4 separate regions of the Mus musculus genome follow, and regions 2, 3 and 4 are each linked to region 1. The links are chromatin contacts, called in public HiCAR-type, HiChIP or PLAC-seq and promoter capture Hi-C maps. All regions are on one chromosome and are shown on one strand. The core of a region is the stretch at or near the end of the contact, and the rest is flanking DNA. Distances in the headings are between cores, read along the strand shown. Region 1 holds the start of Trmt61a (tRNA methyltransferase 61A). Region 2 holds the start of Siva1 (SIVA1, apoptosis-inducing factor). Region 3 holds the start of Zfp839 (zinc finger protein 839). Region 4 holds the start of Rcor1 (REST corepressor 1).

Region 1 (5,812 bases), core at 1,172-3,671:
TAGCCTCCAGATGACAGTATCAATGTGAGGCCCCCACTGGGGTGTTGCTTGGAAGTCCTGATAGCCCCCAGAGCAAGGAAGCAAGATGAGGGTCTTCCAACCTAGCTGTGTTCCTGACTGTGGGCCTGCTGCTCTCCTCGGGAGTCGGTAGTTGGTCTGGCAGCTCCCAGGCGAGAAGCTAGATGACATCACCCCCCAGATTTATGGTCCCATTTCCTTCAAAATCACACCAAGTCATACATTAACCACAAAGAAGGAAGGGGTATCAAAGGAGTCTTTGATAATCATAGACTGAGTTTTTTAATCATAGAGCAGGGTCCAGTCCAGCAGGGCAAATGGAGAACAGATAGGGCCATGGGCTCCAGGTTCGCCAGAGGCTAGCCACAGTCTGTGGCCAAGGTGTATCTCTTCCTCTCTGCTCCCTTGCTCATGGAGGGCAAAGGGGAAGTTGACAGGGGTCAGAAGAGAGGTGAGGGCTGCAGACAGTGCAGCAGGAGGCTGTGCCAGTCAAAGGGGGACTCTTGGCAACTTAGGCCCTGCCAGAGGTGCAGGTGGAGCAGCCTCCCCCAAAGACATCTTCAGCTTCTTTTCCTCTGGGGCTGGCTGCCCCTGTTCTTGCCCAAGAGCGCTATCAGTTCTCTGACTCTAGGCTTTGAACTGGAATCCCTCAGGCCAGGGTGGAGCACACCTTTAAGCACAGTATTTGTTAGGCAGAGCAGGCAGATCTCTTGGGTCTGAGACCAGCCTGATCTACATAGTGAGTTCCAGGCAGCCAAGGCTATATAGGGAGGCTGTCTGAAAGACAAAATATAGCCCTGCATGAACCATGTTGTCGGTATGATGTTACACAAATTAGCTTTCTGTTCCCCATCTGTAAAGTGGTCATAAAATTGTAAGGAAGAGGATTCAATGACATGAGAGTGAACTGGCCACATGAAGCATCTGTTCTTATTAGAACTCAGTGCATAAACTGCGCTGGGAAATCTCCCCACCCTCACCTCACCAGCTAGGGTCTTAAGCTGCTGGTTCTGCTTGAAGACTCCAGGCTGAGGCTGGGCATAACAGATGACTAGTTCTGAGAAGATGGACTGTAGAAGAGGTACACAGGAAGAACTGAGAAGCCAGCAGTGGGCAAGTGGAACCAAGCCCCCCCCCCCCCCCCCGTTGAACTCATAGGTTGGGTGGGGATGTAATCAGGCCTGGTCTCCATGCCACCGAGAAGCTGAGGAAGAGGAACCTCCCAGGAGAAGTGAAAAGTCTAACTCTCCAGAGGGGCAATTAGGATGTGTATTGGGCTGTGCACCACCAAGGGAATGAAGTACCCTGTTAGAACAGGGGTTGTGGGGGCAGGGAGGATGGGATAAGGAGTTTCTGAAGGGAAGTCCTGGAAAGGGGAAAACATTTGAAATGTAAATAAATTATTCAATAAAGACGAAAAAAAGAAAGAAAAGGGTTGTGGGGCTGTGGATATGGCTGGGATGTCTCAGCTGAAGACATGGGCGACCAAGAAAAACCCTCACTGTCTGTCCTTCCAGGGCTATCATACTAAGGTCAATCAGGGCAGAAATTTGAGGAGGTCTGAAGTCAGGCACCTGAGTTTCTAGGGCAAGGACATCACAGGTTGGCCTAGCCTGGCCCCAGAGGATCCCTATAGGCTGGCGGGATTCTAGAAAAGGCAGGCTGGGTCAAAGTCTCTTCATGGAGAGTGCAGCCTTAAGCTGGTCACTGCTGCTGGTTCTGCATAGCTAACGTTTCCTTCTCTTCTTTTCTACCAGCTGAGGTGTGCAGGAAGGCTCTCCACTCTCTCTGCCCCATGCCTGCCTACTCCCCTCTCCACTGCACACCCGGAGGAAGAATCTTCCTTCACTTCATAGGCTCTCAAGATGCCAGGGATCCTGGAAAGGGACGCTTTGTGCCCTCCCCCTCAGGCAGGACCTGGCCTAGGGCCACTTTTGCAGAATACTCCAGACTAACTCTACTCCTTTTACTCGGCCCAGCCCTAGCCAAAGTCTTTGAGCTAACCCTCATCCCTTTGCCTGCGTTTCCACTTTATGGCATTTATTCTGGAGCCCAGACAGGGTGTTTCAGAGCTGTTTGCAATGACAAAAATGTCCTGGTGGGCCATAGTAGGGAGGTCCTGGGGTTACATAGTTGTCAAAGTGCTCTTTAGGGTCATGCGTATCCCGCGGGCAGACACTTCGTGCACCGGGCAGCCCTAAAAGGCCGCGCGCGGACAGGCCGCGGGCGAGCAGGGGACTTTTATTTCGCACAGCGCTCGGATCTCTTAGGCAACGTGCAAGCCTGCACAGAAGAACACAGCCGAAGAGACGCCAGCCAGAAAAGGTCCTCTGGGAGCACGCAAAGGACAGCGCGGCGACTCCCAGAGAGCCCTGCGTTGGTTTGACGTCATCAAAAAGCACCGGAAGTGCTACGGCCGCCGTGGAGCCACGTGTGGAGCCGGGAGCCGGTTTATGCTGCGTGAGTTTCCGAGCTGGGAGCGGCGCTCCGGGCTTGCTGGCAGGTCCCGTGCTGTTCGGCGGGAGGCCAGCCTTCCCTGCCGTCGGGAGCCCTCCGTGGAGACTCTGGGCAAGGGGCTACGGGGATTCCGGGCTCGGAGGTGGCTTCTCTCCCCTGCTGTGCACGCTATCAGAGGCTGCCGCCTTCACACTAGGGGATTCTGGTTCTTCATGTGTGGGAATCCTTGGGCTCCTGTCGCTGTGCACTCTCTTGTGTACTCCGAGAATAGAGACCTCCAGAAGGGCTCCATATGTTAGGCTAGAGTGCAGCTCTGTTGGGTTGGCTAAGCAAGTCCGCTAACCCTGCTCAGAACCCAGGCCCCACAGACCTCTCTGTCCAGACCACAGATCTTCATCCTGCCTCCTGGTCCTCTGACCTCACGTCCACACACCACTTCTCCAGGTCCCTGACCCTTGGCAAACGTTAACACCATGAGTTTCGTGGCATACGAGGAGCTGATCAAGGAAGGCGACACAGCCATCCTGTCACTGGGGCACGGCTCGATGGTAGCAGTGCGTGTGCAGCGTGGGGCACAGACCCAGACCCGGCATGGCGTCCTGAGGCACTCGGTGGACCTCATTGGCCGCCCATTTGGCTCCAAGGTGATTTGCAGCAGAGGCGGCTGGGTGTATGTGCTGCACCCCACTCCTGAGCTCTGGACAGTGAACCTGCCCCACCGCACGCAGATCCTCTACTCCACCGACATTGCCTTGATCACCATGATGCTGGAGCTGCGTCCCGGTTCTGTGGTCTGTGAATCAGGTGAGCTCCTCTGGTATGAGCTCAGATAAGACGGTTTGCAGCCGATCCTTCCTGCAGTTGTGCGCTGAACTACTTGGTTCTTCTAGCTTTTATTTAGCAACTCCGCTTGCAAGGGAGGGTGTGGCTGCAGGGAGTGAAGCCAGAAGCAGTACTAGCTGCTGTCATCGAAATGGCAGCTGATGGGAGCTAACCTGGGTTGGAGAAGAAAGAGGAGGAGGTGCCCTATGAGGTCGGAGCTGGGATTGCTTGATGCTGGCCAAGGTGCTGACTGCTTTTTTTCTAGGCCAGCTGCCCCTTCCTGGAGGGAGGCTGGATACTCCAGAGCTCATTGCAGAGAGAAGTCTGTCCCACACTTACAGCCAGGCCCTTCCCTAGTTCCATCGAAGATTAGCACTGTCACTGATACGAGGCCAGGTGGTAGCTAGAAGGGTCTGAGCTAGCTGTCTCTCACATGCCCACCCTTAGGTACTGAGGCCACTGGATGCAGCAATCTAGGCATACACCTCTGCCAAGAATGACCCCGGGGATCAGATGGCTAGATCCTTGGTGGTGTGTTTCTTGTGGGCTAAGAGGCTGAGGTCCAGAGTCACAAGAGTTCCCATTCTCCCGGTTGTTGCTGGCTTTCTATTCTTTCCCTCTGAAGCGAGAGAGCGGATAGCAGGTCAGCTCTGACAGCTCTCCTTTTGTACCTTGCATTAGGGGATATGCTATCCTGTCTCAGGCCTTTGCCCTGTTTCGGGCAACACAATCCTGTGCTCCCATGTGGTACCCGGTCCCTTCTCCGCCCTCTGAAAGACAGGACAGGCAGGAGGTTGGAACCAGTGCTTTGGTGAGGAACCTTGCTGGAAGTGGTCACCAAGCCTGGGTACTTGGAGCTGTGGAGGGAGCAGCTATAAGGATGAGTAGAAGAAGCCAGGCAGTGGTGGTGCAAACCTTTAATCCCAGCACTTGAGAGGCAGAGACAGGCGGATTTCCTGGTCTACAGAGTGAGTTCCAGGACAGCCAGGGCTACACAGAGAGACCCTGTCTCGAAAAACCAAAAAAAAAAAAAAAAAAAAAAAGAAAAGAAAAGAAAAAAAGAAGAAGGATGAGTGGTGACAGAGCTAGCCCTGGTCCTGGAGTCCATGACGTCAGGTGAGGAGGGGTAGCCCTCCCTCTAAGGAAGAGCTGAGCTGAGGTTTGCTTTTTTTCTTTTTCAAGTCAGGGTTTGTCTGTGTAGCCCTGGCTGTCCTGGAACTCACTCTGTAGATCAGGCTGGCCTCGAACTCAGAGATCCACCTGCCTTTACCTCACCTCCCAAGTGCTGGGATTAAAGGCGTGCGCCACCCCTGCCTGGAAAGTCTGTTTTTGACAGACTGATGACATTGTGAGAAGGGTGGTGCAGTTGGCTTTCTATTATGGAGATGGATTTAGCAGAGCTGGTGTTGTGGAGAGGATTGAGTCAAGGAGCTAATGGGGGAAGTAAGATAGACAACTGAGGCAAGACCCATGGGCTCACTGCAGTGTAGACGGGATTAGGTCCCAGGATAGTGTAGGCCCAGCATTAGCTCTGCCCAGACTCACCCTCCACCCCCATGTCTGCCCCACTGAGTCTGTGCTTCCCGTTTGTTCTGTGTGTGCTGAGTAGGGCTGCCCTGTCCTTGCCTGTGCCAGTACTACACAGCCCATCAACTCCAGCCCCCGCACCCCAAACCCAAGACTGAGGCTGCCAAGAACAGAACACGCAGCTCATGATATGACACCGTCTCTGCCCTCATATGTCTCCTGGAGAGGAGGAGCTGTTGATGGGTGGGCATGGCCCTCAAGGGTCCCCTCAACCCCTCTTGTTTCTCCTGCCAGGCACGGGCAGTGGTTCTGTATCCCACGCAATCATCCGCAGCGTTGCCCCCACTGGCCACCTACACACAGTAGAGTTCCACCAGCAACGGGCGGACAAGGCCCGGGAGGAATTCCAGGAGCATCGGCTGAGCCAGTGGGTGACTGTGCACACCCAGGATGTGTGCTGCAGTGGCTTCGGTGTGGTCCACGTGGCTGACGCTGTCTTCTTGGATATCCCATCACCCTGGGAAGCTGTGGGCCATGCCTGGGATGCCCTCAAGGTTGAAGGTGCGTCAGTGGTGTTGGTTAGGGTGCAGGTAGGGGGCTGAGCTGCTGGGTCATCTGGAACCCAGGAAAACCCGTGTACCCGAGGGCCACACCACAGTAATGGTCACATCAGGGTTCCTTTTGGCTCACAGCGAGGACTGGCTCAGGCTGGCTGGAGACCAGGGTCAGAGAAGATGGGTCCCATTCTCCAGCCAAGATGGGAACTCACTGGGGCCCTGGGGCCCTGACAGCTGCATCCAAGTGCAGGCAGGATTTGCATGATAGAACGGGCCAGGATCCAAGCTGGAGATTATAGGCAATCCCCTACCCCCAGCCATTTCCTGCAGACTCCCAGCACCCATGCTGCAGAGCCAGGGACCCTTTTAGGGAAGATGCTGAGGGTAGAGGCGGGGTGATGGGAAAGCCAGGAGAAGGTCGGCCGCGAGCC
Region 2 (5,812 bases), core at 1,065-3,564, 970 kb after region 1:
ACTCTGGAGACATATTGTGTTTTCACTTCCATGACAAAACATCTAAAGAAAAAAAAAATGGAGAGGATTTATTTTGGATCACTGTTTCACAGATTTTAGTCCATGGCCAGGCTGGCTCCGTTATTCGGGGTCTGTGGTGAGGCAGAAGCATCGTGGTGGGAGGCATGCCATCACGAAGGAAGGAGTGAGACAGGACAGAGATGTGGTAAGGGATACTGTCAGACACACTCTCAGTGCGAGTGCGGCGTTTCCTCCAACCAGGTCTCACGTAGAAGCTGATTACCCAGAAACTCACTGCTGTGAACAGGCACCATGACCAAAGCAACTTTTTTTTTTTCTTTTTCACATCTTTTCTTTTTTTCTTTTTTGGTTGTTTTCAAGACAGGGTTTCCCTGTGTAGCCCTGGGTGTCCTGTAGACCAGGCTGACCTCGAACTCAGAAATCCACCTGCCTCTGCCTCCCAAAGGCTGGGATTAAAGGGGTGTGCCACCACCGCCCAGTCAACCACCAAGGCAACTCTTATAAGGATAACATTTAATTGGGGCTGGCTTCTAGGTTCAGAGGTTCAGTCCATTATCATCAAGGCAGGAACATGGCAGCGTCCAGGCAGGCATGGTGCAGGCAGAGCTGAGAGTTCTACATCTTCATTCAAAGGCAGAGAGGAGAAGATTGGCTTCTAGACAGTTAGGACTAGGGTAATAAAGCCCACACCCACAGTGACACACTTACTCAGACAAGGCCACACCTCCTAATAGTGCCAACCCCTGGGCCCAGCATATACAAACCACAGCCATCCTGACCTTATTACCCTTCAATCATGACGTCATCTGAGGACGGAGCCTTCAACACTTCATATTCATACTAGAACGGGAGTCAGGCCCAGTGGAACCCCATGGCGCTTGTACAGACTGCACTAGGAAGTGCGGATTCTGGGAGGAAAAAGTCCATTATCTTAACATGAACAACAGCCTTCTTAGTGGTGGTTCCTGGGACAGGTCGCTGGATTTAAGCCATGCAGTAGGGGACAAACGCATGACTCCACACAGAGGTATCATCCATTCTGCACAGTTCTACAACCGGGGAAACCACCATTTGGGGGTGGGGGTGGGGGTGGGGAAGCACAGCAGTCAGTAGTCACTGGACCCTATTGTCCTATTTAGAATTGTGCTCCTTCTTTATGTCGAAGGCCTAACTCCCAAGAGTCAGAGTGTGATTGTATCTGGATACAGTTTTTTGTTCGGTATTTTGAGACTGGGTCTCTCTACCTAGCCCAGGCTGGCCTCCAACTCACAGAGATCAGCCTGCCTCTGCTTTCTGAGAGCTGGGATTAAAGGTGTGAGCCAACACACAGGGCTGGTGGATATAGTCTTAAAGAGTTAAAACAGGGTCCTTAGGGCAGAACTTAATTCAAAGTACTGGGTGTTATTATGAGATGAGGACACACACACACATCCAGTAAGGACACAAAAGTTTTTATTTGTAGATTCTGGAAGACAGAAGCCTGCAGAGAACCTGACACTTTGATCAGAGACTTCCATTCTACAAAGTCTGGAGAATTAACGGGTGCTGTGTGTACACTCCGGGTCTCCTGTACTCCAAGATGAGCACAAAACTTAATGCACCCGAATAACTGACGTTCCGATTGTGTAGAAATAGAAGGACTGAGAAACCCCTCAGCATCACTGTTTTGCCTGTTCAACATGTTAGAAGACACCACAATATTTTTAAATCCTGACCAGCGGACCCGCAGGTGACGCCATAAACCCTCAGGCTCCCTGCCCAAGATCAGACCTAAGGGAACACAAGAGGAACTCGTAGGGGAAGATGGGTGCCCGTATCCACTAAGATCAGGAGCTGGGACAAAACCCGCCACCCTACTGTTTGATACTGATATCTCACCTATCACCTATCACCGTTGCTTAGCGACAACAGAGCCTTCAGGCTTTTCGCGCGCTGAGCCCCGCCCTCGATCTCGTGCTGGTTTATGCAGAGCCCCTTAGCACACGAGTCCCGCCCCCAACGTAGCATCCCGCTAATCCCGCGCCCCACCCCAGAGCCCCGCCTCTTAGTTCCCGGCCTATCCTGAGCTGTGACATAAACTAGCCCCGCCCCAACACAACCCCCCCCCCCCTCGGCCTATCCCGTGCCACGCCTTGCGCAGACCTCACCTCGCCGCGCCAGCGCCCTTGGCCTTTTCCCGCGCCCTGCATTCCAGCCACTGCCTCCCTCAGCCTATCCCTCGCCGTTAACTGCGTAAGTCCCGCCCCCGACGTCACTCCGGCCTATCCCGCGCAGCGGGGCCCGTTTGAGGCGAGCCCCCAGCCTTTCTCCGGCCTATTGGGCGCCGCGCCCTCGTCGGCTCGGGCCTCCGCCGCGGTCCGAGGGCGCCGTGACGTGTGCTCGGCGCGCGGCGCGCTGCGCGCTGCTGAAGGCTGTGTCTGGTACCCGCTACCATGCCCAAGCGGAGCTGCCCGTTCGCAGACGCAGCCCCGCTCCAACTCAAAGTCCACGTGGGCCTGAAAGAGCTGAGCCACGGTGTGTTCGCCGAGCGCTACTCACGCGAGGTCTTCGGTGAGTGTGGACTTCCGTGGGTAGAGCGCGCTACGCCGCGCAGGGCAGCGGGAGACCGCGGGAGCGTCCCGAGCGCTCACGGTGGATGCTGCTTCAGGCGGCTCCCGGAGAAATCCGAGTCGGACCCGAGTGCTGCCGAGCGGACTAGCCTAGCGCGGGACCGACGCGGGGACTGGGTTCGAGTGGGCGTGATGGCGTAGACTGCCCTGAGCCCTCGCAAGTGGCCTTTGTAGCGGATGGATGTTGCTGAGCATTGCCTTGCAGTGATGGCTTTCTGGGGCAGGTGTAACGCAGTGTACCGTAGCTTGGCGCAGTTTGCGGCCGTATAACTTTGAGCGGTGCCGCTGCGCCTTTGGAATGTGCGGGAAAACAAACTCCCTACGCAGCCCCAGTATTTGTCCTTTCCCTCTCTGTACTCTGGGAATGCAAACTCAAGTGCTGAGACGCAGGGGCGATGCGTGAAGGGACAGGACTGAGCTGCAAAGAGTGTGCCTCCCCCCACGCCCCCCAGTCTAGACATGGCCTGGCGTCGTGGCTTGTTTTTTGACGCCAGCACTCAGAAGGGAAAGGCATGGGCTTTATGGTGAGATGTCTTAAAACAGCAATAACAATGCAAACACGGCCCAGAAAATGCCTCAGCTGGTTAAAGTGCAGTCTATGCAAGCCTGGACATGAGTCAGGTCCCAAGAACATACAGTAGGAGAGAATTCCTGAAAGTTGTCTTCCGACCACACTCATAGTAACTAAATAGCCAAGTAAATTAATTTTTTTTAAATGTAAGCATGCAGTTGAAAAGAAGGCCTAAGTGTTAATTGGAACCTAACAGCCTGGCTCTACCCTTCTGAGGACTTGTGTGTTGGAGCATTTGCCAGGCCACTCAGAGCCAGCCAGTCAGGAAGGGGTGCAGGGCTCTAGCGAGTTTTATAGTACACACAGTTTACCAAAACCCCAGCCCACACTCTGGACTCTGCTGGACCAGGAGGCCTTAAGGAGAAAATTGCTCTCATAATGGAATGTGGGTTTGAGCCCCACCTGTGTTAAGAGTACCCCTCCAGGAACTCTTCCCATTTCTTGTTTTTCAGACAGGCTTTCACCGTGTATCTTAGCCTGGCCTTGAACTTAAGTAATTCTGTCTTAAAGTAGGAGGCAACTGAGCTGGGAATAGCCACTCTCTTTGAGTTTTTGTTTGCTTCCAGTGTCACAGAGAGGTCCCTGGGTCGTGGGAGTGAGTATTTCTAGAACTCGCAACAGTGTTTCCCTTTAGGGCTCCCTGGGCCTGAAGCCCGAAAGGAAGCAATCCACTGTTATAGGTGTGAGCAGCCAGTTACCCGGGGTTGGTGGGTGGCAGGGCTGGAACATCTGGGAGGTCTTTGTCAGGGGGTTGTTGTCATTGTCCCTTTAGTAAAGTTGTTCACTGGCCTGGCAATGGTTGTAGGTGCTGTTCTAAACTCGTGTCTGTTTTCTGCCTCCTTGGGACACTTGCTTTTGGGAATGAATGGTTCTGAGCCAGAGCTTTCTCTGGCACTGAGACAAGCTTACAGGAGGAGGACTGGGAGTGCAAAGAGGGCACCAACCAGGTGAAGTGAATAGCTGTGGCTGCTGACAATAGAATAATGGGAGGAGCACCGGAGTGGAGCACAGCCTGGTGGCTGGGAACAGGCAAAGGGGGCTCCGAGCCTTGTGGGTCATAGGATATCTGTGCAACCGCTTTGCGGTTTGGAGAGTTATCTTAAGGAAGGCTCTTCCTCCCCAGAAAGAACCAAGCAGCTCCTTTTCCAAGGGGCTCGGGCCTATAGAGATCACATATCGAGCGAAGATTGTTCCGTGAACCACCTGCAGGAGTCACTGAAGTCTGGTGTGGTAGGAGCCCCTCAACCTGCGAGGGGACAGATGTTGATTGGACCTGATGGCCGACTGACACGGTGCCAAGCTCAGGCCTCAGAAGGTGGTGAGTGGCCGCCAGTGGGGCTGACCTGCTGTTACACCTAGGGAAGATGGTGGCAGTGTTCTGTTCAAGAGCCTTGACTACCTGGGCAAACAGGATCTACTTAGAGCAGTGGTTCTCAGCCTGTGGGTCACAACTCTTCGACAAATCTCTGTCTTTAAATATATTTATGTTGCGAGACTCATGACAGTAGCAAAATTAGTTATGAAGTAGCAATGAAAATGCTTACATGGTTTGGGGTCACCACAACATGAGGAACTGTATATATTAAGGGGTCACAGCCTTAGGAAGGTGGAGAACCACTGCCTTAGAGCCTGGTAAGTGGAGCAAATGTTGCTGGGCAGTCTGACCCTCACAGGCATCCAGAGTGGACGTCAACAGGTTCCAACTGGCATCTCAAGCTCTCCTGGTGCCCCACCTGCAGTAAGAAGATGCCAGTCCGTTCCCTGTTGAGGGGTGGTTCTCGTGTGACTCGTGAAAAACAGGACTCTGCTTCAGCCCAGAAGCCTCTGGGCTGACCAGTGAAACAGTAAACCCCATCTTGAGACCCAGACAGATAGAGAGTTCTGATAGAGTACTCCGGCCATCCTAGCAACAGGCAGGTGATCTGTCCTGGAGTCCTGTGACCAGTCCTGGGAATGAATGCCTCATCGTGAGCCTTTAGTCTAGTGCTCCAGGTGGCTGATAGATAGGTTGCCAAAAGGACTCGGTTGCAGGGGAAGAAGGGTGCCTGTCACCCTCGTGTTCTTCCAGTGTCCTTCCAATGCTCACAGCCTCGGTGTTTTCTCCTCACAGGCCTTCCCAGGACAGCGCCCATCGCTTGTTCATCGTGCATGAGATCTGTGGATGGGAAGGCGGTCTGCAGCCAGTGCGAGCGGGCCCTGTGTGGGCAGTGTGTATACACCTGCTGGGGCTGCGGTGCTTTGGCCTGTGTGCTGTGTGGCCTTGCAGAGTGAGTGCTTTGACCTGATCACGGTCCCTCTCCGTCAGGGCACAGGTGCTGGGTGGGTGACTCGGATCCTTTTGGAAGAAGTCCGTGCTTCCCAGTAGTCTGCGGCCTACTTAAAGCAGCTCCCTGGCTTGCACAGCCTTGTGGTCTGGACTTCTGAGTCCTTATTAGGGCTCCAACAGTCCACACTGTTGTCTAGTTTCAGTTTCTGTCCAGCGTGCGTATCATTTGAGGATTGCCTCACACACGTCACTGGGTGTATGTACATTCAGGTCATGCCTACCCCTGTGTGTTAACTGTGTATTAGCAGAATGGAATGGATGCTGCTTACCCATTGGCTGCAGCCA
Region 3 (5,812 bases), core at 2,046-4,545, 830 kb before region 1:
CTGGAGAAACCGCAAGTTCTAAGGGGTCTCTTATATGGGGAAGATGGTTGTAGTGGTAGATCTGCCCAATCTAGGCACTCAGCATGCGTTCATATTAATTCAGTTGTGTTTTCATTGCTAGGGCATATTTGGGTGGGAGACTTACTGTAACATTGGTTACAGTGTTAGTAATCAACTCTTAGTTCCAGGGGTCAGACATCTCCTTCTGCCCTCCTTGGACACCTGCACACAAGTGGCACTCACTCACACAGACACATGCACATAAATAAAAATAAACCTTAAAAAGTACTTTAAACTGGGCAGTGATGGCACACACCTTTAATCCCAGCACTTGGGAGGCAGAGGCAGGCAGATTGCTGAGTTTGAGGCCAACAGCCTGGTCTACAAAGTGAGTTCCAGGACATCCAGGACTATAGAGAGAAACCCTGTCTCAAAAAACAAAAACAAACAAACAAAAAAGTACTTTAAAAATTATTTTGAGGGCTGGTGAGAAGACTCAGTGGGTAAGAGCACTGACTGCTCTTCTGAAGGTCCTGAGTTCAAATCTCAGCAACCACATGGTGGCTCACAACCACCCTCTTCTGGTGTGTCTAAAGACGGCTACATATACTTACATATAATAAAAAAAAATCTTTTTAAAAAATTATTTTGAGCCAGGCAGTTGTGGTCCCACATCTTTAATCTCAGCTCTCAGAATGCAGAGTCAGGCAGATCACTGAGTTTGGGGCCAGCCTCATCTACAGAGCAAGTTCCAGGACAGCCAGGGCTACACAGAGAAACCCTGTCACAAAAACAAAATGTAATAAAACAGGACAAAAATTAATTAATTAAAATTATCTTGAATTTAGTCGTGGTGGTGACTGTCTTTAACCCCGGCACTGGAGGCAGAAGGACCTCCAGGCTGGAATCAGAGGTGCACCGCTGCACCACGCCTGGCCAGTATTATTCAGCATTCATTTTCTAATCCGGTCTTCTGGTAACCCATCTTTTGTCTGTTAATTTGAAATGTACACATCCTCCAATTCAAATGATAAGGTTTTTTTCTCTCCAGCACAGTCAAGAGGTTGTTAAAACAGAGTCGATATTCTGGAAAATGGGGGTAATTCTCAATTTACGGTTGGAGGGAAGAGAAAAGGAAGAAAATAGTGAAGAAGTAAGTGGGTACGGTGACAGACACCTGTAACACCAGCACTCGGGAGGCTGAGGCTGGCAGATGTGAGCTCCAGGCCATACATGGAGCCTGTTGTTGTTCCACTGAGACAAAGACCCGTGGACAACCTTAGTGAGATGCCAGGGGAGTAACTCAGGACACTGCAGGGTGGAAACTGGCTTCAGTAATGATAAAGATGATAATCAGACCTGGGGTCAGTTCCCATCGCACGCACGCAGGCAAGCACCCACCGTGGCTTATAACCACCGCAGATGATCTGATGTTCTTGCTCACAAGTGCACACATAATACACACATAGTATATACTCAGGCACATACATACATAGTTTAAAATAAAAAGAGAATCCTTTGGTGAAATGCAATAATCAGAGCCTTCCCTGGCAGCAGGCTGTCCCCAGTCCCTCTCCTATGCGTCTCCCTCATCTCACACTGACTCGTGATTGATAGGACCCTCATCCACCCAACAGGGGCTTAATGAGGATGTGTTGACCAGTGGTCCTACTGTGCTACTCAGCGAAGAGCTGACACACAGAACCACTACAGTACAGAGAGAAGTTAGGCTGAGGCTGGGGAGCCGGATGGACAGACTGAAATGTGAGAAGGGTGGACACATGGGTGGATGGATGCATCTGCCCATCTATTTACCCACCCATCCATCTGTCTGTCCATCCATCCATCCATCCATCCATCCATCAATGCATGCATCCATCCATGCATCCCTGAGTGTATACTTTGGCTCAGAGCTTGTGTTGGGCACCCAATGGGTAATATGTCATTCCTGCCCTCGAGATGTTCACTCTAGATGCCAGGTAGCTGTGGGATGGGTCACCCCAGAAACACTTGAGGAGGCTTCAGATGGAGCACTAATGTCAAATATGCAAACATTTTGGGGCTGGAGAGATGGGTCAGTGGTTCCAAGCACTGGCTGCTCTTACAGAAGTCCAGGGTTCCATTCCCAGCAACCACATGGTGGCTCACAGCAATCCCTCTGTTCCAGGGGACTGCCAGTAACACGAGTTGTGTACATAGACCCAGGCAAAACACCCATACACATAAGACAAAACAAAAAATGAAATTAAATGCAAACTTTATAATCCTATTGTGAGGCAGGGTAAAACTGAGCGGACACACGGAAGGGAAAAGTGCTCATTACCCTGGAGTCGCGCTGAAGCCTCATGCCAGCAGGGTGTCAAGCAAGGACTCATGCATAATTGACAATTACTGAGAAGGTTGCCAACATAAAGAGAATATTCCATCTATATAGAAATGCTTAAGATAATAATGTTAAAAACTGGGCATGATGGCACACACCTTCATTTCCAGCACTCAGGGTCAGCCTGGTCTACAGAGGGAGTTCTAGGACACTCTGTGCAGGGTTACACGGAGAAACGTGTCTTGAACTCCACCCTCCCCCAAATAATAATGTTAAGACAACAATAAATTATGTATATATTACCTATTTCTTTTCTCAGGTATAAACTTGCAATTTTCTAGGAACCTCACGAGACTACACTTTATATATGTGAGGATTATAAATTATAATGTGACCTGTAGTTTTATCTGACCAGACTGCAGTCTGTGAAAGGATCCTCTAGAGTCACCCTGAGCAGCCCTCTAAACTCATTTACTGCAGAGGGGAAAAGGTTTCCTCCAGCAACCCTTGTAACCCTTTGTAACTTGAAAGCCACCAACATGTATGTCTGACTGACTGCTCAGACGTTTAAACTGACTCCCTCTCGAGAAGCCCCCTTGTAAATCTTAACTTGGTTGAACCTTTGTCCTAGAATTCATAAAGCCATGGTTCGAGCCCCTGGCACCGCATAAAACCAGAAGTAGTGAGTGGTGCGTGACTGTAACGCCAAGTTTCTCGAGCGGGGTTAGGAAGACTTTTCAATTTGAGGATTAGAGATCAGTGTAAGCCCGGGACTCGGGAACTCCGAAGACCTCCACTGAGGATCCGATCCGGGACATCAGCATGGAGCGAGTGACACTTGGGGATCGAAACATTAACAGAGCGGCGGCGGCAGCAATTTAGTACAAGCCCCGGAGCCATGGAGATGTTTTGGCCTGCCGGGCACGCGTAGGTTCCGCCCTCTACCGGGTGACGCACTTCCGCCCCGCCCCTACAGACGACACGGGTTCGAGTCCCCCCCCATAGGCCGCCATGGCAGGCGCGGAACCGGAGTCCGGGAATGTCGGCGACAGTGGCTCGACTCTTCCCGGCCGGAGCCACGGCGCCGTGCGCTTGGCTCCGCTGGACCCCGAGCAGCTGCGGCGGGTTCTGGAGCAGGTGACTCGGGCGCAGCCACCGCCCAGCACGCTGCCGGCCGCGGCGCGGCGGCTCCGGGACGGGGCCCAACAGGCCCAGCGGGGGCCGGGCGCCGAGGCCCCGCGCCTGCTGACACCGCAGGTGAGGCGCCGCGCGGGGTGGAGGGGCCGGAGCTGGCCGCTGCGGACCGCGTTCGGAGCCTGGGTCGTGTGCGCCCAGCTCTGCGCGCCCGGCCCACCTCGGGGCGTCCTGCTTCCTCCTCTGCGCTCACAGCCCTGCTCCAAGCCCCTCGGCGCCTGGCCCGCCCTACAGCAACTTGTCCTTCCTTCAGCATCTATGGGGCGCTAGAAGTATGCCAGGTTCTACACTGAGGCCAAGTGTATTCTCAACGGCCAGCGGGTAGCATAAGTCACGTCTTGGGGGTGGGGGGTGACAAGGGAGAACTTTCTCCTGATCGGTTCTGGAGCTGGAACCCAGAGCTGAGTGAATTTAGAGGAAAGCGGTGGCGGCACGCGCAGCCACTGACCCAGAACTGAGCCTGAGTGGAGAGAACTTTGCTGGAGACTTTGGCAAACTTCAGTGTCCAATACAGTAGCAAAGAAGCACAGGAAGGCGCCGCACTGCAGAACTCCCTCCCTCCCGGCGGGTTTACCCCCTAGCTCACACAGATTTGGGCTGTTTTGAGAGTAGCCATTAAAATCTGGCTTCTCCTGGGAGGGTCCAGGTAGCTCCTGAAACTGAAGGTACTCTATGTCGGTCGTAAGAAGACCTGCTGGCTTTTGCAAATGACAACACACACCTCACCTCAGGGGAGAGACCAGGAGAGAGAGCTGCCTCCACCAAAAATAGGGCAGAGAATAGAATTCTGTGGTCTCCAGTGGTTTTGAGGTAGATATTGGCTATTCAAGGCGTGCTGTCTTCCTGACAGCACTTGCTAGAAGAGTGACCCTTGGTGACTGACCCTCGTTGGGCATTGGCTTCTCTGCCTGCAGGAAGGATGGCTCACTATCTAAGGTTCCTCACTGGTAGACTGCTGCCCTAGGGAGCAAGTCTGAGACAGACGTGACACACCATTGGTGCGGCCTCCGTGAAGCTCCTGCTCGGAGCGTCTGCACGCTATCATACATTGTCAGAGAGGCACGGCTGTCAGCGGCCACATGACATGTTTTGCTTTTTGGTTTGTCTCCTTTCTGAGATTAGGTCTTGTTTCCCAGGGTGGCTGCAGACCTGACACATGGCTGAGCATGACTTTAAATCGCTAATCCTTCCTTCCCCTCCTCTAGAGGTGTGTGCGGTGCTGGGGCTGAACTGTGTGGTTCCTCTGTGGTTTAACACTCTTATCAACCGAACTACATCGCTGCCACCCCAGGGAAACCACACAAGAGAGGTTCAGTGTCTCGGCTTGCTGTACTCTAAGGCTGTGTCCTCCTTACCTTGCTAAATATGGCCACAATTTTGAATTTGATATGACAGCTTTGGAAAGAGGCAGTGATATAATTTCCACCAAAGGAGAGCAAACTTAATCAAAGTTAGCTTGATAGATTTGCTGGTGGTAGCTGGTGTGATGGGGATGGTGAAAACCAGATTCAAATAATGAAAGAATGGACCCCTTTGTGGCCTGGTGTGCAGGATAATCTTCCAGCTTAAACTGTGCCCTGATAACCCAGAGGCCAAGCAGATAAGGATTCTGCCCCCAAGGAGTCTGAGGACTAGGAGGAAGTGACACAAGACCCAGATGATAGCTGGTCAAGGACAAAAAGCTAGAGATGTAACTAACTGAATACATTCAGAAAAAGGAAACGGTCTCTGGGAGCACACAGCTAATGCTGAAAAGCTAGTGTCTGAGCTAGATTTGCCAGGCTGGGTGCCAGCTGGAAATGCAGGAGAGGAGAGGCAGCATTCCGGGGTACACTTGGGGTTCATTGATACAACCAGGATAGCAAGCTCTGGCTCACTGTGGGGACAGCAGACCAAAAGTACAAGCCAGTGACCACCTTCTGGGGTAATGTGGGTCTCTGGTCCCATCTTCACTGTTCCTGACCTATAGACACACTTCAATTCCACCAACAGCTGTGCGCGGTCCTAGCCTTCCAAGAAGCCTCGTTTCCCTTAGACAGAAGTGCCTTGTAATGCCTGACCAATTCATTGTGACCTTCAAGGCACCTGAGAGACAGTCGTCTTCTGGAACGTTCTCGAAGGCCTCTGTTGTGTCACTGTGGCAGTGTTACCTGCCTGACCTGTCTCTGGGGACTACTGTCTCCTTTCAGAATTGTCAGTGAAACATTTGAAAAGACAGGTCTGAGGCGATTGTCCCAGGAGAGGCAATCCTACAGACCTGCAGGGAGTGAGCTGATGCTTATAAATGGGTGCCAG
Region 4 (5,812 bases), core at 2,366-4,865, 640 kb before region 1:
CGGGGTGGGAGAGTCTGAAGAGGGTGTGTAAGACGGGGACTCAAGGAGCACTCCTGCCTGAGGGCTTCAGCTTTCCTCAAGGCAGATCTTGAGATCTTGGTGGATCTTTGCCTAGACGCTTACACAGTGGCTGTGGAGGTGTGTAAGGAAAGGAGTCCGTCCGGGCTGAGGATGGCTTAGACACTGACTCGGTAGGGATGCTGGTGTAGGGAGTGTCATTTCAATGCGTGCTTACACATTCCCTATCAAAGAGTTATTTGTGGACCCCATCCTGACAGCAATGAAAAAGAGGGTTCCTTTCATTCAGGTCGGGGCCTCCTTATGGCAGAGGGAGGGACACAAGGCTGGAGGAGGTGAGAGGTGGAAAACTATCCACCAGGAAGCCAGTCAGGGAGATTCAGGCCTTTACTGCCAGCACTCAGTTTGGCTTGCATAGTGAGCTCCAGGTCAGCCAGGGCTAATACTGAGACCCTGTCAAAGAAAAACAAACAAACAAACAAACAAAAAAACACAAAACCCCCACCAGTGTTGTTTTTTATGAATGAGGAAGCTGACAGGTTGCAGGCCAATTGATATCCATGTGACTTTGTGGTCAAACTAAAGCAGTGTCTGACACTTGTATGTATGTGTGTGTGAGGCTTATTTGTTGAAAAAAAAAAAAAAAAAACCAAAAAACCCAAAGCCAGTGGCTTTTGTTACAGCACTCCCTTGGTGGTGGCTGAAGCCAAAGGCTTGCAGTAAGTTTGAGGCTAGCCTTAGGTAAGTTATGAGACCTTGTCTCAAAAAACAACCATGGGACTGGAGAGTTAGCCTAGTGGTTAAGATTGTGTATTGCTCTTGCAGATGAACTGAGTTTGGTTGTTAGAGCCTAGCTGGGACAGTTTTTAACTCCAGGAGATGTGACACCTGCTTCTGAGCTCTGTAAGTACCTGCCCATGCATGGCATTATCCCCCACCCCCCCCTCACACACACACAGACACACACCCTCACAAAACTATAAATAATAACATCTTCCAAAAAAAAAAAAAAAAAAACACTGTAGCTGGGTGTGGTGGCACGTGTCTTTAATCCCAGCACTTGGTAGGCAGAGGCAGGCAGATTTCTGAGTTCAAGGGCAGCCTGGTCTACAGAGTGCATTCCAGGATAGCCAGGGCTATACAGAGAAACCCTGTCTTGAAAAACAAAACAAAACACCACAAAACAAAACAAAACAAAACAACCCCCCAAAAAAACAACAAAAAACCCACCCAAAACCAAACCAATCTAAACCAAACCAAAAAAAAAAAAAACAAAAAAACAAAAAACCCCAACCAACCCACCAACCAACAAAACAACAACAACAAAGAAAAGAAAAAGCCCACAAACAGCAACACTACAGATTAAGCTAGGCCTGGCAGCACATACAAGTAATGTGGCAAAGGGGCCAGGGGTTGAAGGTCAGCCTCAGCTAGGCAGGAGTTTAAGACCTGTCCCAGTTAAAGGGAGGATCTGTCTCAAATAATACCCGCCCCCCCAAAAAAAATCAATTGGAAGGGTCACTGAAGCATCCAAAGTTACAATGTAGCAAGATGTCAGACTGATAGCGTACCGCTGGCAGTAGGAGAGATTTCGGCTTCCTTCTTCCCAAGCCTACCTTCCATTTCAATGGGCACGGGGTGGGGAGGACTCCCTGGATCAGGGCCTAGATTAGGGTGAGGCACGCAGGGTGCCCTGGGTGCACCATAGTAGCTGTGAGTCCTGGCATCTTGGCTTGCCCTACCCAGCCAGTCCCGCCCTAGAAGCTGTGGTCTCCCTTTCTTTAGGTCATGACCCTAGAAAGAGGCGGTACTTTCTAGGAAATGGCCTCCAGCTTGGGAGTCCAGTGGGCAGGGACAAGGACCCTTGTGTTGTGTCAATCCCAACTGCCCTACTAAGGAACTCAAATCATGTTTGTTCCTGTATGTAGGTTAATCTGTCTGTGGTACATCTTGGAAGATAGGGAAGAAAGAGGACAGAGTGCCCCTAGCCGCTCAGGTTCATCTGTCATGAAGTCACGGCTTCATCCAGGTACCTATCCCAGGTCACCCCTGGATCCCACCTCTGATTTAGCAGTCTATTTGCTGACCAGGCCAGCTGGACCCGGTTATTCCAGAGCTCATGCCTGCAGTGCCCAGGACTTTCTAAGCAGAGGGGTGTCCTTCAGAGAGGAGTCCAAGAGCAAGAACAGGAACTTGGTGGGGGCAGGGATCTGCTACCGGGAGGCTCTGGGCCCTGTTCTTGAAGGCCAGTTAGAAGTGACCATGGTCACTTCAGTGAAGTTTAAAATGATTCGCGGGGCAGAAAACGTGGAAGAGAAACCCCTGCTTATTTATGCGGGCTTTCAAACCATAAAACTCTCGTTTTCTCTCTGTAGCTATTTATATCCTGAGCGGGTGTAAAAACTGTCCCCATATGAAGCCCAGGTCTGAAGTAATATAAACGAAAAATAGCCATCTCCTGTTTTATTTATTTATTTTTAATTTAAAGCAAACGGTTTCACCTATAGTCCCCAGGTTTGGTCGCTGGCGCGGGGGGTGGGGCAGCCCACCCAGCCCCACAGGCAGCTGTCAGGCAGTGACGGGGCCCCTCGCTTGATCACTCCAGGGACAAGGACGCCCAGGGCTGGGTGTCACCGACTCCTCCGCGTTCAGGCTCTTAGCCCTGCGGGCTGGGGGAAGGGCCCGGGTCTCGGGAAGTGACCCTCCTCTTCTACCGAGCTGGGGACTCAAGCTCCTTCTTTTTCCCCCTCGCGGTGGGGCCCCTAGTCGATCTATGTCCCTCCTGCTGTCCCGGGGCCACTCGGCACCTCCCCTCACCCCGACGGCTTCGAGGCCCTCCCCGGCCGAACATCCCGACTCCTCCCTCGGCCCCTCAGGCAACGTGGGGAGCCGGTGGCCCCCAACCCAATTAGCGGGGAGCTCCATCGTCTCCAGGCACAACCGCTTTCCTTCCCTCGGGGGACACTGCCACCTGAGAGCCTCGTCCCCAGGTTCCCTTGCTCTAGTACATCTCGATCGCCCCTGGGCGACGCGGGGGCGCAATTAGTTTCTTCCAATTAGTTTCCCCTCTTTGTATAGAACCCATTCAAACTGTGCGCGTACTCCTCCGCGCGAGGGGGAAAGTAGTCCCGACCTTGCCCGCGATTTCTGTTCTCGCGTCGGGCACATTCACTTTGGGAAGCCGATGGGACGCTCGGCGGGATCCCCGGGGGAGGTGGCGCGGGGCCCACAGGGTGCGAGCGGAGGGAGCGGGGCGCTGGGGAGGGGGAGGGGGCTAACTCCTCGCTGTTGCCTCGAGAGATGGATCATGGGGCGTAAAGCGATCGCAAACCTCAAACCACGTACAGTGGGCGATACGCGTCAACCCAACCTGGCCAACGGAAGCACAGAACCTTCCCCCTCCTTCCCGTGATCCCGCCCCCGTGGCCTGACGGACGCGCACAGAGACCTACCATGCCCCTGCTTGCCGCCCGGATCCCGTGAGAGCCAATGGAAGCTCGCAGGGGCGGAGCTTGCGAGCGACGGGTTAGGCTGTGCGCGGCCCTCCTCCCCCCCAGGCTCCGCCCCTCCCCCCCGCCCGCGGCTCCCGGAGTAGTTAGAGCCAGCGAAGTGCGGGCGGCGATGAGAGCCAAAGTTGCGCTCCGTTCGGCATCGGGGGCTTGAGGCGGCTCGTTGCTCCGCCCGTCTGGGCCTCCTCTAGCCCCAACTCCCGCCAGCGGATCCCGCGCGCTCGCCCGCCCGGCCCGGCGCCCACCTGCGCCCCCTGCCCGCGGCCCGCCGCCCGCGCCTCGCGAGCCGGGGTCCCCGTCACTTTGGCCCGGCCCCGGGCCCCGCCGATGCCGGCCATGGTGGAGAAGGGCCCCGAGGTCTCAGGGAAGCGGCGAGGGAGGAACACGGCGGCCTCCGCAGCCTCGGCCGCCGCCTCGGCCGCCTCGGCCGCCGCCTCAGCCGCCGCCTCGGCCGGCACCGCCTCCGCCTCGGCCGCCGCCGCCGCCTCGGCCGCCGCCGCCCCCAATAATGGCCAGAATAAAAGTTTGGCGGCGGCGGCTCCCAACGGGAACAGCGGCAGCAACTCCTGGGAGGAAGGCAGCTCGGGCTCGTCCAGCGACGAGGAGCACGGTAGGTGGCAGCCGCCCCCGCGCCCGGCCCGTGTCCGCGCCCGCGCTGACCGCCGTGCTCTGCTTCCCCGCAGGTGGCGGTGGCATGCGGGTGGGACCCCAGTACCAAGCGGCGGTGCCCGACTTCGATCCTGGTGAGTAGCGAGTGACGGGAGCTCGGGAGACAACTTTGTTTTTTGTGCGTGTTGGCCTTCGGTCCGCGGGGGCACACGGGGCGCGAGGGCAGGCGGCGCGGCACGCTCGCACACGAGTGTGCTGCAGATTCGGGTGCGGGGAGGCCATGGGCTCCGGTGGGGACAGCACTGGGCCCGCAGTGTCCCCCGGCTCTGAGAAAGCCACACCTGGCCGGGGTGGAGTGGGATGTCTCTGCCTCCAGGTGTGGTGTACCGGAGCTAGGACGGGATCCCGGGTGGCAGTGCTGGAGAGTTGGCGTCCTGGGGCGCTCGGACCCAGGGCTCCGCAGAGACTTCTTACTTCAAACTGGCTCCTAGCGTTACCCTGCCAACCCTACGCTCTTATTGCCTCTTGACTCTCATCCCGTCTTGTCCCGTCCGGTCCCATCCTGTCCCATCCCATCCCATCCCATCCCATCCCATCCCATCCCATCCCGAGGGCTGGTGGAGTAAAGATCTTCCTGTCCCTCCACCCCAATCAGGTAATAAAAGAAGTGTGCTTTCCAGAGAGCATCTGTCTAGATAAGAGAGCCCGACTTGTGGCTGTTATTTTAAGATCTGTTTGTAAATGTGTGTTTCCTTTATTTCTTTTTTCTTTTGGGGGGGATGGGGTGGGGAGGAAGAGGTTGTGAAAGAATAGAACCATCAAAAGGTTTAGCTAACCGGCCATTTCCATCTACTAGAAATCCTTGTCCCCTAAGAAGGGGCATTCTTACTTGCCTTCCTGGTGATCTGTGTGGAAGCAAATTTAAAGAGGTACGGGGGTGGGGGGGGGGGAATCCTATCAGACAAAGGAATTCGCCAGATTTTAATGCCTATGATTCTGTCCCATCTCTGTATGAGACTGTCTTTCAAGGTGGTGGTTACAGGAAATGTTTGAAAGGCCGTGGGTTTTGTTTCAGAAATAAAATTCAAAAGACAATCTTGTACAGCTAGAGTGAACCGTCCTGGTTGGAGGGCTTTAGAACAGGAGGTTTTTCTAAGTAGGTTATACCACTAGTTTGAAAAGATAAATGCTTTTCCTTGGAAACAAGACTGCAGAAAATTGCAAGGATCTGGTCCTTGAAAAAGGAGATTGCTTTTAAGTTGTTATTAAGGTGCTGAACTCTGTGTTTAGGTAAAAGTGAAAGCACAGAAGAGAGGGATTCAGGGTGAGTGTTTGGTCACCCCAAGAATAAATGATTTGCAAATGCATGACTCCAGTCCCTCACAGTTCTGTAGTATAACTCCCCGCTTCGTAAACTCCTGTTAGCGTTTTAGATAGTTTCCCCTTTCCTCACATCTTTTTCTGGGAGTCACTTTTCATTTTTTTCATTTTTCTGAGCAGGGCTTCATCCCTAGCTTGGCCACCAGGGGAAGCATACTGCTTTTCACTTACAGTTGACCCTATCCTCATTTTGTAGGTCAAGTCCGACTGCAGTGATACATAGTGAACATGAAGCTTGCCACAAAGTTTCTCTCACAAGTTACTCTTAAAAACTGAGTGGAGCAGTCAGACCTTCC

Evidence for each region. Promoter capture Hi-C pulls out the DNA fragments that hold promoters and counts their contacts. HiCAR-type assays count read pairs that join an accessible place to other places. HiChIP or PLAC-seq counts read pairs in DNA pulled down with a chosen protein or histone mark.
Region 2: a contact with region 1 is called in a HiCAR-type map of astrocytes, with 3 times the contacts expected there. The contact joins the promoter of Siva1 here to the promoter of Trmt61a in region 1. A contact is called at or near these places in 2 of 39 promoter capture datasets (embryonic stem cells and liver) and 4 of 115 datasets of contacts at active chromatin or transcription factors (astrocytes, embryonic limb bud, embryonic midbrain and 1 more).
Region 3: an H3K4me3 HiChIP or PLAC-seq map of bone marrow-derived macrophages shows a contact between it and region 1, with 3 times the contacts expected there. The contact joins the promoter of Zfp839 here to the promoter of Trmt61a in region 1.
Region 4: a promoter capture Hi-C map of liver shows a contact between it and region 1, with 2.2 times the contacts expected there. The contact joins the promoter of Rcor1 here to the promoter of Trmt61a in region 1. A contact is called at or near these places in 1 of 39 promoter capture datasets (liver) and 2 of 115 datasets of contacts at active chromatin or transcription factors (memory CD8 T cells and pancreatic cancer cells).

The regions. Positions count from the first base shown.
Region 1 is chr12:111,675,684-111,681,495 of GRCm38.p6, forward strand. It overlaps Trmt61a (tRNA methyltransferase 61A), which reads left to right and starts at 2,422. Exons shown (of 4, transcript NM_001099793.1): 1 at 2,422-2,478; 2 at 2,920-3,279; 3 at 5,119-5,385. The coding sequence starts at 2,949.
Region 2 is chr12:112,642,514-112,648,325 of GRCm38.p6, forward strand. Siva1 (SIVA1, apoptosis-inducing factor) reads left to right here and starts at 2,315. Exons shown (of 4, transcript NM_013929.2): 1 at 2,315-2,571; 2 at 4,325-4,519; 3 at 5,312-5,468. The coding sequence starts at 2,454. It overlaps Gm30101 (a long non-coding RNA gene), which reads right to left and starts at 2,254. Exons shown (of 3, transcript XR_381987.3): 1 at 2,169-2,254; 2 at 801-929; 3 at 1-42.
Region 3 is chr12:110,846,984-110,852,795 of GRCm38.p6, forward strand. It overlaps Zfp839 (zinc finger protein 839), which reads left to right and starts at 3,296. Exons shown (of 7, transcript NM_001199785.1): 1 at 3,296-3,580. The coding sequence starts at 3,335.
Region 4 is chr12:111,035,752-111,041,563 of GRCm38.p6, forward strand. Rcor1 (REST corepressor 1) reads left to right here and starts at 3,616. Exons shown (of 12, transcript NM_198023.3): 1 at 3,616-4,137; 2 at 4,211-4,270. The coding sequence starts at 3,855. Gm35846 (a long non-coding RNA gene) reads left to right here. Exons shown (of 5, transcript XR_003950148.1): 5 at 844-994.